Linked DNA regions of Anas platyrhynchos: region 1 is linked to region 2. The links are chromatin contacts, called in public Hi-C maps. All regions are on one chromosome and are shown on one strand. Each heading gives the region's core, a stretch centred on a gene start, on an enhancer-like site or on the middle of the called end of the contact. The rest is flanking DNA. Distances are from core to core; before and after follow the strand shown. Region 1 overlaps ZEB2 (zinc finger E-box binding homeobox 2). Region 2 overlaps ZEB2 (zinc finger E-box binding homeobox 2).

What was found. A called contact is a pair of places that touch in the nucleus more often than the background predicts.
Region 1: a contact with region 2 is called in a Hi-C map of skeletal muscle, with 2.4 times the contacts expected there. The contact joins two enhancer-like sites. A contact is called at or near these places in 2 of 8 Hi-C or Micro-C datasets (skeletal muscle and small yellow follicle).

Annotation. Positions count from the first base shown.
Region 1 is chr7:4,384,484-4,387,339 of IASCAAS_PekinDuck_T2T, forward strand. The region is part of intron 2 of ZEB2 (zinc finger E-box binding homeobox 2); the gene reads left to right. Among named protein-coding and RNA genes, the nearest start is that of ZEB2, 49 kb to the left of the region's middle. Within about 2 kb of position 1,333, at least 5 of the 8 cell types and tissues checked have an H3K27ac peak or open chromatin away from gene starts, as enhancers often do.
Region 2 is chr7:4,347,998-4,351,282 of IASCAAS_PekinDuck_T2T, forward strand. The region is part of intron 2 of ZEB2 (zinc finger E-box binding homeobox 2); the gene reads left to right. Among named protein-coding and RNA genes, the nearest start is that of ZEB2, 12 kb to the left of the region's middle. Within about 2 kb of position 1,609, at least 2 of the 8 cell types and tissues checked have an H3K27ac peak or open chromatin away from gene starts, as enhancers often do.

The DNA of each region.
Region 1 (2,856 bases), core at 83-2,582, 36 kb after region 2:
TCTTTCAGCTGGCTGGTAAACTCTTTAACCAGTCGAACAGAGTTTGCAATTGTTGCGGCGCTGAGTGGGTGGATAGGAGCCGGGGCCGCAGCCTTGTCCAGTTGTAGATAGAATAAAATTGACAATGATGCAATGGAGCTGGCATCTGGACAACTCTGTGGGATGAATGGCACTGCTCTCGCGGTCCCTCCGGTGGTTGTATGCCTTGTAATAGCTAGCGTAGGAAGGGTGGTGAAAATTGATATGCACTATTACTACATGTATAAAACTTAACACTGGGGCCATAGCACAGGTGGGGGGTTCCTGTTTATTGATTTTTATTACTTTGTTAGAACATACGGCTAATGCCTTTATACTCCGGGAGCTCTGGGAGTGCTCACCTCAGGTAATAAACCTTTCTGTACTTTGCAGGAGTTCACGATTTACACGGGGGCTGGCGTTGTGCTATGCAAAGCCGTGCCTCGCTCTTCCCTCTCCCTCTTGTACCGAGCAGCTGAAAGGGAAAAGGAGACAACTTACTGCGGTTATTGAGAATTTTGAAAACTGCCCGTTCCTGCTATGGAAATGGTCCTTATTCTAATTACTCATATTTCCAAGAAAATTAGTCACACAAACTTATGTTATGTGTTGTCTCAGAGGTTGAAAGCAAATTAGGTTTCCAATAAGACAGTACATCAAACAAAGTAGCATGTTCTTGATGCAGATGACTTTTTTTTTAGAATTATGGTTGGACACTTTTGGCAGACAGATTGTCTTTTACTCTATCAAAATGACAGTTTCTTTTGTAACTGCTACATTCATAATTAGAAGGAGAGAAGCAATCTGCCCAATTTAATATACTAAAAGAAGTTTAGTGTCTTGTGCTAGTAATTTCATTATTTTAAAATATGAATTAATTGTCTTAAAATAATATTGTTAGAAGTATAACTAGTAGGATTATGGAGCTAATTCTCTTCTTTTTAGAGAAAATCAAAGCTCCTATTAATGCACTTCAGGCTAGATTGGGATTTAAGGTTTCTATCAGGTGTGCGATTCGGGGGAAGAGGCCGGGGGGTGAGCGAATCTTTAATGCAAAATTCCTCCGTACAAAACCCAGCTCTCGGAGGTTTACTGTAAGCTTGCAGAGCTTAACTCGGGGTAATGAATGAGCAGAACTCGATGGCTGAGCGGAGCGGGAACAGAAGAAAAGGCCTTTCACCCCGGGTTCATGCGCTTGCCTCGCGGAGCTGGGTGCCAAGCGGGCTGCCTTTTTGTGCGCGAGAGGAGTTTCACACACAGTCCCCGAGCTTGCTTTGTTCCCGGGGCTGATATAATGGTTATTTTATCGCCAAAAATTGTGCCGCTTTGCAAAATGCAAGGTCTCCAGTCCCGATCCTGTGGTCAGGATTCACGGGCGTAAGATGTAAGTCAGCAAAAAAACAGGCCTCAAAAAAAAAAAAAAAAAAAAAAAAGTTTACACGTTGTTCAGAAACAAAATTAACCTTGAAAGTTTAACTTTCTCCCGGGAAATGCAATCCTGACCCGGGCCGTACTTTGCACTGCATTAAAAGAGCAGATAACTTTTAATTTCTGTTAAAAACCCACGTGCCCCTCGTCAGCTCAAGGTAGGCCTGGGTAAGCCTGCACTGTCCCCCCGGTGGCCTTGAGACTTTCGTAGCCGCTGTGCAACGAGCTGAGAGTTTCGGGACAGCACCTGGCCCAGGAGGGAGCACACCCGTGGGGACAGATCTGGGTGCATCTAACTGGCACCCATTTGGGCCCATCCTCTAGGGGATGAGGCCATCCTGGCCTCTCGGTAGGGCCACACCACCGAGGGATTGGGGTGAGAAGGGCCGGGTGTCCCCAGCTGTGAGGAGATGATGGAGCACCCACGCAGCGCTGTGGCCGGGGCTCCCCTGTCAATACCGCATTTAGAAAAGGGAAAATACAGAAGGTTGAAAGAAAGGGAAAATACTCGTAGGCCTGAGGTCTGAGGCCTCATTCCACATCCCTTATTTTACCTCTTAACCACGGGCAATGCCTCTGAAACTTAAAAAAAAAAAAAAGAAGCGTAAAAAAAAAATGCATTTTTAACAGAGATGTTTTCTCTGCAAGGAGCTTCCTCCTCTTGGTGCTCTTCCCTTCTGCCTGGTATCAGCCAAGTCCCTGCCCTTTGCCATCAGCTCCATAGGAAAACAGCTGCAGAAAGACTTATCCTGACCGGAATAAAATCATTATGACACAGCAAACCCAAACATGACGTGTGGTTTCAACAGCCTCTTATGCCCAGCTCTGCGTTTCCTTTTGGCTGCGAGGATAAGGCTTCTCCACTCGCTGAGGACCAGCCTAATATGAACATTTCGGCTGACCGTGAGCCACAAGCAGATAGGGCGAATTTTGAGCCATTTTAAGCTCCCCACTTGTTCTGAGGCAGACTGCAGAGGTGGTGTTACTCCACATGGCAGCGAGCAGCTTCTCATGGGCACTGCCACACACAGAAACAAAAATCCATGCTAAAAGAGCAGCGGTTCCATCCCCTAACAGAGTGTTTCTGGTGCCACCAAGCCTTAATTTTGCCCTCTTTTGCATAGATTGAGTGAGACACCTGGTAGGAAAAAAAAAAAAAAAAAAAGAAAGAAAAGAAAAAGCTAGAGTATACAGGTTCAGGCTCAGAAGATGGGATTTCCTGAACTCAAGCACTTGACTTTGCCACCTCGAGGGCCAGCATCACGCAGCCGCAGTGCTGGCCCCATATCTGCTCAGCCCTGCATGAAGCTTCTGGTTTTGCCCCCGGCGCCCCAGTGGTGAGCAGGGCAGACCGCTTCTCCTTTCCCTTTCCAGGGGTCTTGCAGAAGAGGAAGAATTGTGGGGTGAAGA
Region 2 (3,285 bases), core at 359-2,858:
ACAAAAAGAGATTATCTCTACACCTTCCACCCTCCTAACCACCCCCATGACCCAAGCAGTGGAGGATTTAGGCAGATTTACTTCAGTAAACACCTTTGGACACTTGGGGAAAAGTAGGAGTCTGTTTGCAAAAGCAGGCTTTTGTTAAGTGAGGTGCTGGATAATGCTTTACCCGGCAGCTGTGATATTAACCTCCCCGGCGAGGCTGCAAAGCGCCTTAACTCCTTGCGCGCTGCGCGGCCGCAACCCGCGCAGGTACCGCGCAAGGGGAGCGCAGGCGGGAGGTGCCCGGGGGCAGCATCGCCTCCTGCCTCTGTTCTCCATCCTCCTGCCTCCAGCCTCCTGATTCTTGCCTCTATCCTGACTCCAGCCTCCTCACCGGCCCTTGTGCTGCCAGGGCAGGGGGGCACCGCCACCGTCGCCCCCCTCCCCAGCCCTCGGTTCCCCTCTGTTCCGAGCCCTCTGCCCCAAATCTCGGCCGGCCCCCAGCCTCCCCGTGCAGCTCGGAGGCTCTCCCACGCAGCCCGTGGGGTGCTTATTTTATTTTATTTTATTTTTTTCAGGAGAATAACTTTACAGGTGTTTCTCTTTTTAGCTCCAGCACAAGATTGCCTCGTTTCAGGATTTTTGTTGTCGAGGGTTCTTTTTTTTTTTTTTTTCCTTTTTTTCTTTTTTTTTCCCCCCTTAAAGTGGAGGTGTCGATGTTAGAGCAGCCACAAACGTGTGAGAAAGCAAAGGGTATGAGACGTGACAGAATTAAAGGTGTTTGCTATGCTGTTACCCGTGTGTCAAGCTGCAAGCTCCCTTTGTCGCAGCCTCCCGGAGGTTCGCTGGCGCGGATCCTCTCCCCTCCCAGGCGAGGCAGCAGCTCCCGGCCGGGGGGTCCGGGAGGTGCCCCCGCCGCTGTCGCCTGTCCCCCGCAGCCCCTCGGGGCTCCGACGGGGCGCTCAGCCCCGCACCGCCACCGGGCCAGCACCGCGGCGGCTGGCAGGGAGAGCCGCTTGGCAGGGACGTCATCTGCCAAATCATCCCATAATTACGTTTTATGTTATTTGTATGAATGACCAAGCATGCAGTATTCCTTTTGGAAATCAAAGGAAGGCTTAAAACGCGGGTTTGAATACTTTCAGACCATGGTCAGGTCACAGTTTGGGAGCTGAATTAAACTGATCTCATTTGTGATCTAATTGAGGTTGGCAACAACCTTAGCGGTAGCAATAACACACAAACACACAAATCAAAGAGCAGAATTCAGCAAATCAGATCTTTTGCTCCAATTCTGCCCGCCACTTATTCTCCGGCTGCCAGCGGAGAAGTTAAACTTTGTCCTGCTTCTCGGCGCCGCCGCAAAGCCTTGCATATTTTCGGGGCCGGGGCAGGACACCGGGGCTGCCGAGAGGAGCTGGGGGGGTTAGGATCAGGGGAGAGGACACGAGTGGGGTCCCCAGAGACCCCCCCGTCTCCAGGTGTGGGGGGGACACGCGTGGGAGAAGGGAGCGAGGGCCGGGGCGCTGCGGGCAGCAGCGAGGCTCCCTCCCTCTCTCCTCCCTCCTCCCTCCCTATCTGCGCATCCATCGCTGCGGATTCCAGGAATGCAATTACCAGAGTGGCTGCGAATTGTTGACAAATTTGCCTGGGACCGTCGGGGAGGGAGCTGCGCCGGGGCCGGGGCACGGGGGAGCCCCGACGGGGCGGGGGGGGGGGCGCTGCGCTGGGGACCGGCACCGGGCACGGTCTGAGGACCCCCGGTGGGGCGGGCAGGGGGATCCCAGAGACCCCCCCCCGCCTCCAGGAGCCCTTTGCCGGTTCCCCCCAGCCCCGCACAAACCCCGGGGGGCTCCGTGGCCGCCCCCACGGGGGCCGCCCCCTCCCCAGCGCGGCTCCGCTCGGCGCGGCCCCAAACTTGGCTCACGGGGGGGGGGATAATTTAAGGGGGGGGGGATAACGAGGAACGGCCCCTTACCGCCTCCCCCCCCCCAGTGAGGGCTTCGAGACGTGTCCTCAGCTCCCCCCCTCCTCCCGGCCGGTGTTTTCCTCGGCTAAAACCTGTTTACTCGCCTCTTTGTTTTTTGACGTGCAATGAGTTTCCATCTCCTGCGAATCTCTAAGAAATAGATAAAGCATTATATATCCCCCCCCTCCCCTCCCCGGCCCCCCCGCTCGTATTTTAAAGCAGCGATCCTGACAGCAGTACTATTATTGCACTTTATGTTTTAGTGGATGTTTGCTGTTGCTAGTTACAGCAACACTTATCATAAGACAGCAAGAAAAGAGTAGTCCCTGGTAATTAAAGTAATGAAATATTCATTTACTCTACCTTTTCAGTAGTCTCACAAATTAGGCTGCTACATTTAATGCCTGCACTGCCTCTGTTTTTATTATAATGGCAGCTTTCGCATCTGCAATTAGGACTAATTCTGACAGTTACAATTTCTGAGGGATGGTAAACAGTGAACGAGATGTGCAGCAGTGGTATTACACGTGAAAAGCCCTTGTCTCTTTAACCTTGTTGTTTTTTTTTCTCGCAGAGGTTACCTTTTCCCGATGGTGCAAAATCGACTTGACATAACTGTTCATCAGTTTCAGGGTTTTCCCTGGAGGTATTTGCATCAAATCAGCCCAGTCAAGCTTCAAGTTGAAATTGGCAGGCCAGAAACTGACAGGGTAGGGACTGGGAAAGAGACAGCTAAAGTGCAGGCAGCGAGCTGACAGCAGCGGCGGGCAGGCAGGGGGAGCGGGCTCAGCACCCGGGGCTGCCGTGCCCAGACCCCCCCAGACCCCTCCAGACCCCCCAAGACCACCCGACCCCCCCCGTGCATCCTTAGGGAGCGAGCATCCCAAGCCTGGCCCAACAAACAGGGTTGGGGATGGGGGGGAAAAATATAACCAAGGGCCAGGGAGGGGAAAGGTGTTTGGGAACAAAGAGGTGCTGGGCAGGGGTTTGCACCGCCAGCAAGCCAGGCTGCCCTCCTTGAGGGGGTGGTCGTGCCCTTTAGTTGGGAAGAGAAGTGACTGAGAGGGTCTTTCCTAGCCATGGGAGCGTATTTTGATACGCTCAAAATAAATAAATAATAATAATAATAATAAAAACAGAGGGACGATCAGCTGCAAAGATAATTACGCGAGAAGCAAAACAAATATTTCCTCAGATATGTTAGTTCATTTCCCCTCTGTTGGGGGGCGCTGAGCGGGATGGGGTAGGAATTAATTTTTAATAGGTTATTGGACAAATCGGGGCTGTTCCCCCCTCCGCCCCTGATGGAATTTCACTTCTTTGCAAATAAT